3 separate regions of the Mus musculus genome follow, and all the other regions are linked to region 1. A link is a contact called in public promoter capture Hi-C data. All regions are on one chromosome and are shown on one strand. Each heading gives the region's core, a stretch centred on a gene start, on an enhancer-like site or on the middle of the called end of the contact. The rest is flanking DNA. Distances are from core to core; before and after follow the strand shown.

Region 1 (4,022 bases), core at 690-3,189:
ATAATTCAGCTGACATAAGGATGAGTGAGGAGTGGCAAACTGGATAAAAGAGTCAAGAGACCTGTATTCCAGTGACTCCTGTTTTGTTTAAGCATTAGCAAGATCTGTCTGGGGAAACTGGATAGGGCAGTTTTCTTCCATGTTTAGTTTTTGTCTCAACATTTGGAAGCTATTGAAGGTTTTAAAATGGTGTGTATTGTTTTTTTTTGGGGGGGGGGTGGCCAGAATAGTGGGTCATCTAATAAAACTGCCATTTAAAAGATCTTCACTGCAGTGTTTAGAACAAAAGTTTATGGGCAAATGTAATCCAGAAAGTGCATCATTCTTCAGCAGAAATTGAGGTGTAAGTTGGAAGTGGTGAAAGGATTTCAGATTCCCTGTCACCACGGAGTATCTTGTGCCTTCAAGGATGGTTTCATCTCTGGTTTTACTTAATCCAGGTGGCCAAATCCAGCCTAGCTGTTCTGAATATTAATTCTTTATAGTTACTTTGTCTATAAATACCTAAGTCCCAAGCCCCTCAAATTCAAAAGTCACACTAAAGTGCTTGAATATTAAATGGCCAGTGAAATGGCTCTGCAGCTATCATCACTTGAAGTCAACCCAGACCAGAGTTTTGACTCCTGGGACAAAGGTGGAGGAAGAGAATTGTCTCCAAAACCCTCTAAACCTGCAGGTGTGCAGTTCCATTCCCATACCCATCTTCTCAAGCACATTTGATATTCTACACTGAGAATATTCTACATCAACTATTTTCAGTCCAACTACTTGATAGGGGCAGTTGGCAGTAAGTTGGAAGCTGTCTTTGTTGTCTTTATATTCTTCAGTAAAATCACATGCTTCCACAGCATAGACAGCTCAGCCATCTAGCACTGGCTACCCTTCCCCTGCCCTACTACTTTATCATTCTAAATCTTGACTATCTTATGGCAGTTGCCCCCGTTTGCATCCTGACCTGGTGGTTTCAGATTTTGCAGTGACTAAGGTAATCATAGCCATCATCTCTGTTCCCAAAATTCCAGTTTTTTGTTTTCATTACAACGGAAATACCATATCTGGGCTACTTAAGCAGAATCGACTAGCCTTATTTGCCCATTTTTGTCCTCTTCCTATATTGGTTCCTTTAAAAAAAAAAAAGTCGAGTACTCACAAGGGTCATTATTTCTAAGTTTTGTGTTTTGCTTGTGTCACCACCACCTTATAGGACTTGTCTGCCCATTATAACAAAGTACTGGTAGTTTTATTTTCTTAAGTGCATTTAGAACCTTAGTATTAAGTCTAGGGCTGTATTGGTGACTTAAAACAATATGGCTAGGCATCATGAAGTCTTTAAAGTCCATTGAAATTTAGATTGATATTGAAGTTGGTGCGTAAATTTGGGGAAGGAATTCGTTTTAGATAACAGAACTTGTGCCCAAAAATATAGGATAAACCGATTTCACGTGGCTCATGCTAAAAGGAAAGCAGACATACTTACGGGTATCCTTGTGGATGTGGTTGGATGAGCTTTGAGACCCAATGTTGGGCTTTTAGTACACTTGGCATGAGTAAGAAAAGCCTGCAGAGTACCGCGGCCACGATCGTTGGTACAAAGTCTACAGACATTCTCAGACTGCTGCCGGATGGAGGTTCAAGTAAGATGAATTAAACAATTACTGGGCTAGTTTCATATAAAAGTAGGGAGGTCGATAAAACAACACCTACGCTAGCAACAGCTATTGCCTTGTACAACCCTGCTATAGAGGTTTTTTTCAACATAGCAACAGTGGACGAGTTCCTGTACCAGTGGCAACGGCAAATGCGAGACACCCGGATATCTAAACGATTACTTCCGCCTGTCATAGCCAGGTTACCCGCAGCAAATGGCGAAATGGCGGCCGGGAGTTAGTGCGCAAGCGTAGCGGAGATCCGCGGCGTGTTCTTACGTCATCACTAAGCGTCGAAGCCATGGAAGGTCCCATAGCTGTAGTGGTCCCCTCCCTTCTGAGCACTTGCCCACGTGCTGTCTGCCACTTAAGCGGATTCACGTGCAGCGGCGGCCCCGGCGTAGCTCAGCTGTGTAGAATTTTCTCCAGCAGATTGGTCAGCCTGGGTAGCAACTCGGTGTCTTCACGTGCTTCCGTTGTGCAGCTGCCTGGTGTCGGCCGGAGCAGGGCGCAGGTACTCTTTGCAAGGGACTGGGTCGGATGTTGAGATGTGCGTTTGGGTCTTTCACTGGCCGGTAGGGCTGGCTCGAGTACGGAAGCTTCTGTACCGGCTGGTGCCTGTATCTTCGGACTCTTCGCCTGGACTGCCCTACAGACAGACGTTCCTGGTCCGGGATACTCTGACATGCGGGGCTGGCTTCTCGAGCGCTTTCCGGGAGTGTGGCTCCTTCCCACACTCGGGCTTCTTCTCTCTCTTTGAGAGAATGGGTTGGTGTCAAAACTATTTTCTGAGAAACTCGGCTCCTCGTAGCAGTGGTAGGCTTTGAACTAACGCGGTTTAGTCCCAGATATTCTGCTCTTAAATACTGCAGTATGCCAGTTTATTTGCACTATTTAGCTGTCTCAGTCAGGACATTTGACAGTGCACCTCGTGATGCTTAGTACCCGGTGCTGTGTGTACAAGAATGGATACAGCCGAATGAAAATGACTTGTCGATCAGGTTGTGGTGGCGTATACCGTTAATTCCAGCGCTTGGAAGGTGGAGCCTGGAGTATTTTTTGGAGCTCGAGGCCAGTCTGGTCTGCATAGTGAGACTGTTTGAAAAAACAAAACAAAGCAAACAACAACAACAACAAAACCCAATACGATTCATCTTATTTTCTCTTTCCAATAATGCTTTCCTTATGTATTAAACGTTTCTTGGAACCAGTAATTTTAGATCGTTATCAGATCCCTCACTCTGGCCATTAATTTTACATTAGTTTTGTGTGTAGTTGTATTTCATCTACTTTTAAAAGTACTTTTTAGAATTAAAGCTTGTACTCAGGGGCCTTACCTGTTAATTCTAAGACTCTCCTATTATAACAAAAAATAAGACTCCCCCCCCCCCCCCCCCCCAAGACAGGGTTTCTCTGTATAGCCCTGGCTGTCCTGGAACTCACTCTGTAGACCAGTCTGGCCTCTAACTCAGAAATCCGCCTGCTTCTGCCTCCCAAGTGCTGGGATTAAAGGCGTGGGCCACCACTGCCTGACAAGATAAGACTTTTAACAATTAAGCTGGACTCGTTAACATTAGGTACCCATTCATTTTTTGTAGGTGTTTATGTGGCTGGCAACATAAAGCTTACAAACTGAGTTGCTTTGGACTTGGGTAGATCCCAGTGTAAAGTCTATTTGTTACATCAGTGCCTTGGGATACTAGATTTTTTTTTCTTTTAAGACTTATTTATTTATTATATCTAAACACACTGTAGTTGTCTTCTGACGCACCAGAAGAGGGTGTCAGATCTCATTAAGGATGGCTGTGAGCCACCATGTGGTTGCTGGGATTTGAACTCAGGACCTTAGGAAGAGCAGTCAGTGCTGAGCCATCTCTCCAGCCTGGGATACTAGATTTTTTTTTTACTGCTTTCCCCTTCTAAACAGGCGCCATTTATTGTGATACTGTTTTGTGTTAAGACCTGTTAAAGCCTATGTTTAGGGAAGGAGGTTTTGTTTAAAGCACAACAGGTTCCTGAATTTTAAAATCACACATAGCCTGACACTCTAATACCGGGGGAGTGTGATTGATTGTCTTAATTTTTTTGGGGGGGGGGGCCTATTTGTTATAGGTAATTTGATAACATTTATATTTTATTAAATGCTGGAGGAATTGAGTTTAGGTCCCCAGCTAGGCAAATATTGTACTACTGTACACCCAATAACCCATATGGTACTTTTTAAAATCACCTGTATAGAGCCGTTAGTGTGGCTTCTCACCCAAAGAAACACATTGAATCAGAAATATTTGTTTTCTCTCATTTTATACGTAACATATGAATTTAAGCTTTTATTATTATTATTACTATGTTTTAATTGTGTGTGTTGTGTGGGGT
Region 2 (4,022 bases), core at 943-3,442, 300 kb after region 1:
AAGTAGGAAGAGGCTTGACTCTGCCAAGCAAAGCTAGGCAGGGTTATGCAGTACTCATGGACTTTAAATTTTAGAATGATGCTTATAGCTTCATTCCTGTTTCGTAACTGAGTATCCTAATGTCTGTTATGTATTACTGTAGGGCCGCCTTTTTGCCTACCCGGACACTCACCGCCACCGCCTGGGACCCAACTATCTGCAGATACCTGTGAACTGTCCCTACCGCGCTCGAGTGGCCAACTACCAGCGTGATGGCCCCATGTGCATGCATGACAACCAGGGTAGGCCTGGATATATTTGAGTCCTTCCCTGTAAAGGCAGAGAGCATGAGGACTGGGTGGGCCAGGATGCTAGGCCAGTGGTTCTCAAACCGTGAGACCTCCTGTGCTGTGACATGCTCTATAGGCGCTGCCAGCCACCCAGATCTCTTCTGTTATGAAGTTTTGAGCTGCCCGTGGTCTCTCCTGGTTTCTATCCATTTTATACACATCCCAGAGAGTTCCCTCCTCCAGTTGCCCTTGGTATCTGTCTGAAGCGAAAGGCTAGGTGGAAGCTCTACTACCACAATGGCTGCTGTGGAGTGTGTCCAACCTAAGCTACAGAATGCACAGTTCCTCAGGTCACTCTTACCCTTCTGAGACCTTGGAAACGCAGAGGCACAAAGTCCACGCCTCTGCCTGTAGTTCTGGTGAAACTGGGGCACCAACTCTGACTGGAATTTGGAAGGGGGCGGGGAGGGGAGAGAGAGAGAGAGAGAGAGAGAGAGAGAGAGAGAGAGAGAGAATGAATTTCAAGGGCTGTGCTCTTCTTCCATGTCTGTTGCCCAAGTTGACTTTACCTAAGTAAGCTACCGAGATGACATTCTCCTGCATTTGAGTGCTTTGAGGGTTCATTTGTCAAGTGCGTGGCTTTCCCATCTTAATTACCTTCTTGATGCCAATGCACCGAAAGCCTCAGGTCTTAGTTCTGGATAGCCAAGCAGAGTGCTTGGTTGATGTGTCTTCTTTTAATATTCGAGTTTAATGAATATCTTGGTTTTTTAATTTCATGCTGGGAGCCTGTGCTTAAGTTAATAGCTGCAGAAGTCGGTCTCTGAAGAAGTTTGACCAGTGAAGTCTATTTGAAACAGTAGCTATCTGTACAAAAATCAAACATATCGTATACTAGAGGGTACACCTCCAATAACAAAGAATATGTGTACTCTAAAGGCAACTTGGGATATAGAGGACAAACACCCATGTAATAGTTCTAACACCCAGAGGCCAGGCCAATCGCATCTTTCAGTATTTCTTGCAGTGCTCCTTCAGGCGCCATTTTTACACATTTAGTTGCTTTGCACATGCTTTTTGTGCTCTGCTGTCCTGTCCTTAACTCCCAGGCCTCCCTGGCGTTTACTGACTGCGCATGCTTTCTGCCAAACTCCACTGAGTAGGTCTAGTATTTCTGCTCCCTTAAGACTCTGGAGGCATGGGCCTGAGTCGTCGTAGTTGACACTTCCTGTGTCTAAATCTTGCCTTTCCGGTCTTCGAGACTTTGATGTTTTTTTCCTTCTTTTGTGGCCTTTTTGTTATTGCAGCTGTGCCTGGCACCGACAGATGTCCCTGTTTCTCTTGAGCTTAGTTTATAGTTAATTAGTTCGTGTTTACATCCCGCTGGCACACTTGTGAGAAAGTTGCTCTGGGGTTGACGCTGAAGTCCTCTGCTTGATTTTAGAGCACGTTTGTGCTGTGCTCTGGAAATTCTCATGAAAGAGCTTAATTGTTTCCAGTTGCCAGAGCCTCCAAGACAACTCCCACTCTTGGGTAAAGGTCAGGATGTATTTGAAAATAGAATTAAAAACCTCTCAAAGGGTGAATTCCTAGTGAAGAAATATTGTGGTGGTTAGCTGTTGAAGTCTTTCCTTGCCGTAGCGACACAGCTACCCCAAGGCTACGTTCTGAAATGAGTAACCGATCGCCATAATGGTATATGGCCTTTTTTTTTTCTGCCCTGCATGCACCCTTGGTGCCTTGGTCACTGTGTTAGGTGGCATCTCCTAATTATCCATAGTGGAAAATCTGTCCTGTCGGAGAGCCACGAAGCATTCCAGTCACAGGCTGCTTCCTGTGAGCCACTCCTTAGCCTAGGCAGCGTTCTGTACGGGCAGTGTGAGCTCCCATAGTCAAGTTTCTGCTGATACCAGCCAAAGCGGCAGCGTGCCATGTGGAAAGTAAATATACCACAACAAGGGGCCAGTGAGGTAGCTCAGAGGGCTCAGGGAACCTGCTGCAAGCTCAAAGATCTGAGTTCACTCTCAGGGACCCACATGGTGGATGGAGGGAGAGAGTTGACTCTCACAAGCAGCTCTTTGACGTCCGTACGGGTTTTGTGGTATAAGTAAACCTGCACATGCACAGTAAATAAAAGTTAATAAAAAAATGCCAAGCTGAGAAAAAGAAAAGCTTTATTTTTTTAATCTCAGAATCATGAAGGATGTATAATTATATCTGCCAGTATTTTGTCCAAAAAAATTAAGATAAATGAAAGCTAGCATATTACAAATACAGATTTATTTTTTAACTTTTCCAAGTGGGGAAAGTAAAAATAGAATTGAGGGGAACATTAGAATAAGCTAAGGAGAGATGTTCCAAAGCCTTAAAGGCATGCGAGGAAGAGTTTTGTCGAGTTTCCTCATTGAAACAGACAGAAGTGCAGGCTTCTAGCCCTGCCCCACCAACAATGCACCAGCTATGAACATCTCAGAGCTTCAGATTTGGCCAGGGAATGAGGGGATAGAACTAGGTTGCTCTGTACAGTTGAGTCAACGATTAGATGGAGCCTACATCCAAATGAGACGATCAGATCCCCCGGTGTCTCTGGGCCTGATCTCAGAGACAACTACGTCACATCTTTGAAGAAACTTCCTGGTGCAGGTAAGCACCAGGCGGTGTTATAGACAAGGACCTCTGAAGTGTTGACTGGCATTTGAGATCTCTTTACTCAGGCAGCCCACACGTGCCTGTGGGCAGGGCAGTGTCCCCGAGCCTGTAGTTAGACCTGAGGAGAGAGAATCATTTCCCAGCATGTGATGTGTTTACATCGGTGCCTGATGTATGTGTGTTTGATTACTGCTGTGGGCCTCTCCTTCCCAGATTGATGACTCACTAAGGATGACTAAGATGACATCTCTAAGGATGTCTCTGCTTCTTTTCAAAGGTGGTGCCCCCAACTATTACCCCAACAGCTTCAGCGCACCAGAGCAGCAGCGCTCAGCCCTGGAGCACAGCGTCCAGTGCGCTGTAGATGTGAAACGCTTCAACAGTGCTAATGAAGACAATGTCACTCAGGTAATGGCTTTCTGGGCTCCTCCTGGGAGCTTGGCTGTTTTTCTTGTCAGACCTCATTAACGAGTGCCATTAGTCTCATTATATAGCTCTGCTGGCCTATATAGACCAGGCTGGCCTTGACTCCTATGTGCCCTCCTTGCTTCTCTCTCTCAAGTTCTGGGACTAAAGGCGCATGCCATCACATCGGACTTACTGGCCACTTCTTAAGGTGTCTGTCTTACTTAGGGTTTTACTGCTGTGAACAGACACCATGACCAAGGCAAGTCTTACATATGACAACATTTAATTGGGGCTGGCTTACAGGTTCAGAGGTTCAGTCCATTATCACCAAGGCAGGAGCTGACAGCGTCCAGGCAGGCATGGTGCAGGCTGAGCTGAGAATTCTATATCTTCATCTGAAGGCTGCTAGCAGAATACTGGCTTCCCAGCAGCTAGGATGAGTCTTAAAGCCCACACCCACAGTGACACACCCACTCCAAGAAGGCCACACCTTCTAATAGTGCCACTCCCTGGGCCGAGCATACACAAACCATCACAGTGTCTAATGCACCTTGAATTGAATCCAAAGAAGACTTAGCTCTAACAAATCAGTCTCTATTGGCTAGAGCCAAAGAGCTGTCTGGCTACTCTGTCCATTTCACATATCAGGACTCGTTCTCAGCCCCCACCCCCAGCCTTTATTGAAATGATTGGGCG
Region 3 (4,022 bases), core at 907-3,406, 270 kb before region 1:
AATGTTTACAGAGGGGTCATATCACTTCAGCTTTAAATTCTGATTCCTACCAGAAGCTCTGAACTAAAAGTCTCTTCTTACAAGAGGCTACACAATCTCATCAGCCACACTTCATGCAACCTGCCTGTTAGTCATTTCTACCTTCAGCAAAACCTGCTTTCTTGTTTTTCTAGTTAAACAGGACACACTATTGTTAAGAGACCCATCAGCCTCTCAATACTGTTCCCTTCACCAGGACAGAAGTGCACTGTGCCACACTTCATGTCTTCCACTGTGAGTTGGTCAGCCTGTCTTCCACATTCCTTTCCAATGCAATATACATATTCCTTCCCAATACTTGGCCCCTTTTGTAATTACATACTTGTTTGACTTTCCATCTTGTCTATAGTAGTCAAGCTACAAAAAAAAGACCATATCTCTCTAACTCACTACTGTAATCCTACATTTAACTGGCACATGGCAGACATTCAACAAAACAAAACAAACAAACCTGAGCAGATGAATACAAAAATAAATATCTTTACACTCTAGCAATGCACACTTTATTACTACAAACTCTAGTTGGAGAAGATAGTGGGAGAGTAAGGTTGCTAAACTGAGGAGAGTGAAGTATTCCGGACAGGGAACTGAGCATACACAACCATGTGCGAGTGTTGTGCCATCTGATGGGCTGAGAAAATATGATAGTGGAGGAGAGGCCTGAAAGGCCTTAGATAATAAGCTATTGGGTAAGGGCCTTAAATACTGCAGAAGTTCAGGGTCCAGTGTTGTAAACAGGGATGTCATGGGCTTTTAAGAAAAATGACAGCCAGATTGGTCTTTAGAAGGTAACTCTGGCAGCAAGCAAGCAAAGAAAGAAGGCTATCTAAATAAGAAGTTATAGCAATAAACTATTTCAGATGAAATACATTTGAGCTGGCCAACCTTTCCTACAGAAAAACTTTCTGTGTGTTAGTACAGGCTGAGTAGGGGGAAGTGTGTTTTTTGGAAAGACAAATGTCTTAGCAGGTACGAGTGGAGGCCATAACAGAAAACCCAGGAAATATCTCTGCCACCACTTAGCTACCTGTAACTCCAAGAAATCTGTACCTCTTAAAGGCCCCTAAAAACAGAGGACATAGATGCCCAGATTCCAGTAATGAAGCAAAAACCAAAAGTGTGTCTTCCCCATGTGAGAGGGCCATTTTGCAGCCTCCACAAATATATACGGAAGCACAAGAAACCCAGGCTATGCGGTCAAGAATGTAAACAATCCTGACACAGGGGGTGAGGGTGACAAGAAAGGGGCACACGGCAGGACCATTTGTCCCTCCACGCTAAAACAGTCCTGGTTTCTGAAAGAATTCTCGCATGCCCGGTGTTTATTTTTGGAGTAAATGCTGGTCATCTGGGAAACCCTAAGGTAACTGCAGTCACCTGTAAGGCCTCACCGGAAGTCGGTGACAAAACCCAAAATCCAACCACCCACCATAAAAAGGGAAACTGACAGCCAAAAAAGTCGCCGACACAAGACAAAGTGTATGCTGCCCGCGATCACGATGGCATCAGAGTCAGAAGGTCGCAGGCCTTCTCGCGCGCGTTCTACCTGCCCACGAGGGCTCTGGTCATCAGGGACCCCAGGCGCGACAGGGATGCGCGTGGGCCGAGACAGTGGCCTTTCCACAGCGCTAGACCAGGCCCCAAAGGGCCAGCGAGGGTCCGCGGGGTGCAGGACCAGGGAGCCACCTCTCTCTTCCGCAACCCGGCCTAGCCGAGGCTTGAGGGAGAGGGCGCTAAGTTCCCGGGGACCTAGGCCTGGGCAGGGGTAAGACCTGGATGCCCAGACCGCTCCCCCGAGTCTCCTTCAGCCCCCCGGGGCGCTATGCGGGATAACGGCCGCCTTGCAGTCACCCTGCTGCGGAGGGAGCCCACGTCCAGCCAGCGACCCCGGGCCTCCTTCCCTGCCTCCTTCCACGTTCCCACCCCTGCCGAGAGCACCGCCCCATTACTTGATTAGGTCCCTGTAGTCCACGAAGGATAAGATGAGCAGCAGAGGGTCGGTGGGCAGCGACTCCAGGGTCAGCAGCCCCGTCTCGGCCTCTACGGCAGCCATCTTGCCCGGCCCGCTGCAGCCTTGGCACCACCCCGGCCCCGCCCCCGCCCCCGCCGCCCGAACCGCTCGGCGGCCGCTAGCACAGGTTAGTTATGTAACTGTCACCCGGCCCCAGCCCCGCCCCCGGGATGCCCCGCCCACCCCGCGGTCAGCCCTGCGGGGGCGCTGCTGTCCCTGCCAGTCTGTTTCTGAGTCTTTGGTCTCTTCTTCCACGCATTTTATATCTCGTATCCTCAAAGCCTCTCCCTAAATCTTACACTAACCCTACCTGGCCTTTGGGTCCCAAACCCATTGCTTCATTTCCAATCCATGGTCTCTGTTGCCAGCCTCGGACTCCCATTGCCACTCACCCCCACCTGCACTCGGAATTGCTGCTCTGAGCCCTGTCCACTTAGCAAGGAAGGAATGATGGGGAAAGAGACACAGGGGAAGGCATTCCAACTTTGAAATGATAGGGAGGTTATAATTCTTCCATGGCCCACAAGGCAAAAAACTGTCCTTCAAAAAAACCGAAAATGACCTCTGGATAAATTCCTTGTCCAACAAATGTTAATTGCCCAAGCCCTTACCACCAGGCTTCTAAACCTACTGGTCCCAGAGAAAGTTTCTTCCAACTACTTAAGTGTAAGAAATAATCAAATGTGAGTATTTTCCACCAAGTGCTATAAAACTTGTGTTTAGGACAAGGAATTTGATTCTTTTTAACCTTCTGAGCACACCCTCTTGATAAACATAAATTTGTCTTGTCTAGACACAATAGTTGGAGTGGTGGTCTCTTTCTTTTCTGAACCGGCCTGCAGGTCTGTCTGCAAGGGAGAGAGTGGGGATGGAGGGGCAAGAGATTCGAAGAATGGAAACAAGACAGGGTATATAAGCACAAGCTGGGGAGTCCAGGATGTGTCTGAGAAAAACAGGATATTATTATAGTGTGTTCAGCTGTGGTGGGCTGCTTGCAAAAACATCATGCTAGGAAAACAAGTCTCTCATCAGGGTGGAAAAGTACCAACCTGTAAGTAAATAGCCCGCGATGGCTGCAGAGATGGTAGTAGTTTCTGCTAAGAGTCAGCTCCCAACAATTTTCAACCTCAAACTTTCTTTCTTTCTTCCTTCCTTTCTTCCTTTCTTTCTTTCTTTCTTTCTTTCTTTCTTTCTTCTTTCCTTCTTTTTAAAGATTTGTTTATTATATGTAAGTACACTGTAGCTGTCTTCAGACACATCAGAAGAAGGCATCCAATCTCATTACAGATGGTTGTGAGCCACCATGTGGTTGCTGGGATTTGAACTCTGGAAGAGCAGTCAGTGCTTTTAACCGCTGAGCCATCTCTCCAGCCCTCAAATTTATTTCTAACATCAAGACAGAGGAGGGTATGATATAGCCTGCCCTTCTGACGAGTTTCTCTCAACTACTTTAACTTGGTTGACATGGCAAATTCTCAGCCTACAAGTAAAAAGTAAGGAAATTGAATTCTTTACATTTTATTTTATAAATTTGGATTTAGTACCCCAAGCATGGGGGCTGAAGTGAATGAGACCACTGTAGGACGGGAAGGTGCAATTCTTCAGCTTTGTAAAGATGCTATGGAGGGTGGGTGTGGAACAGGTATGATGGGTGGTGAACAAGGAGTAAATTCTTTTCTGTTTGTTTCACAGGGGTTGTGTGGTGAGAGAGGCTTGGGAAATCCAAAAGACGTCACAGGTCAGTCACTTACGTGGCTTGACTGTTCCATGTTCCAGTAAGTCCTTCTGGCATTAATTCACAATTCCTATCTTACCACGGACAAGATCTTGGCCCTGAAGCCTGGAGAGTACTGACAGGAACACAGTACTGGCTCTGCTCTTTAGAATGTGGAAGGGTCACTCCATAACGTTTGGTTGGGGAGGAGACAAACCCAAGTAGCCCTAGAGAGCACTCTAGGCTGTGTCAAACTGA

The links. Promoter capture Hi-C pulls out the DNA fragments that hold promoters and counts their contacts. Capture Hi-C pulls out chosen DNA fragments and counts their contacts.
Region 2: a contact with region 1 is called in a promoter capture Hi-C map of second pharyngeal arch cranial neural crest. The contact joins the enhancer-like site here to the promoter of Nat10 in region 1. A contact is called at or near these places in 22 of 39 promoter capture datasets (the 3T3-L1 cell line, 3T3-L1-derived adipocytes, the C10 cell line and 14 more), 6 of 484 Hi-C or Micro-C datasets (the HPC-7 cell line, bone marrow-derived macrophages, centroblasts and 3 more), 15 of 115 datasets of contacts at active chromatin or transcription factors (the 230-238 cell line, the SCID.adh cell line, bone marrow-derived macrophages and 11 more) and 4 of 9 other capture datasets (adipose tissue, embryonic stem cells, liver and 1 more).
Region 3: a promoter capture Hi-C map of liver shows a contact between it and region 1, with 2.1 times the contacts expected there. The contact joins the promoter of Fbxo3 here to the promoter of Nat10 in region 1. A contact is called at or near these places in 7 of 39 promoter capture datasets (the HPC-7 cell line, erythroid cells, hematopoietic stem and progenitor cells and 4 more), 2 of 484 Hi-C or Micro-C datasets (Th1 cells and granulocytes), 8 of 115 datasets of contacts at active chromatin or transcription factors (the 230-238 cell line, the SCID.adh cell line, cardiomyocytes and 4 more) and 3 of 9 other capture datasets (adipose tissue, liver and pancreatic islet).

Annotation. Positions count from the first base shown.
Region 1 is chr2:103,759,187-103,763,208 of GRCm38.p6, reverse strand. It overlaps Nat10 (N-acetyltransferase 10), which reads left to right and starts at 1,939. Exons shown (of 29, transcript NM_153126.3): 1 at 1,939-2,160. It overlaps Caprin1 (cell cycle associated protein 1), which reads left to right. Exons shown (of 19, transcript NM_016739.3): 19 at 1-264.
Region 2 is chr2:103,459,546-103,463,567 of GRCm38.p6, reverse strand. It overlaps Cat (catalase), which reads left to right. Exons shown (of 13, transcript NM_009804.2): 9 at 143-281; 10 at 3,196-3,326. Among named protein-coding and RNA genes, the nearest start is that of Cat, 24 kb to the left of the region's middle. Within about 2 kb of position 2,192, at least 55 of the 459 cell types and tissues checked have an H3K27ac peak or open chromatin away from gene starts, as enhancers often do. A contact at or near this core is called in double positive thymocytes, embryonic limb bud, forebrain and 3 more, where this site is marked.
Region 3 is chr2:104,025,933-104,029,954 of GRCm38.p6, reverse strand. Fbxo3 (F-box protein 3) reads right to left here and starts at 2,156. Exons shown (of 11, transcript NM_212433.1): 1 at 1,989-2,156. The coding sequence starts at 2,092. It overlaps 4931422A03Rik (RIKEN cDNA 4931422A03 gene), which reads left to right and starts at 1,594. Exons shown (of 5, transcript NM_175161.3): 1 at 1,594-2,177; 2 at 2,668-2,733; 3 at 3,743-3,825. The coding sequence starts at 2,732.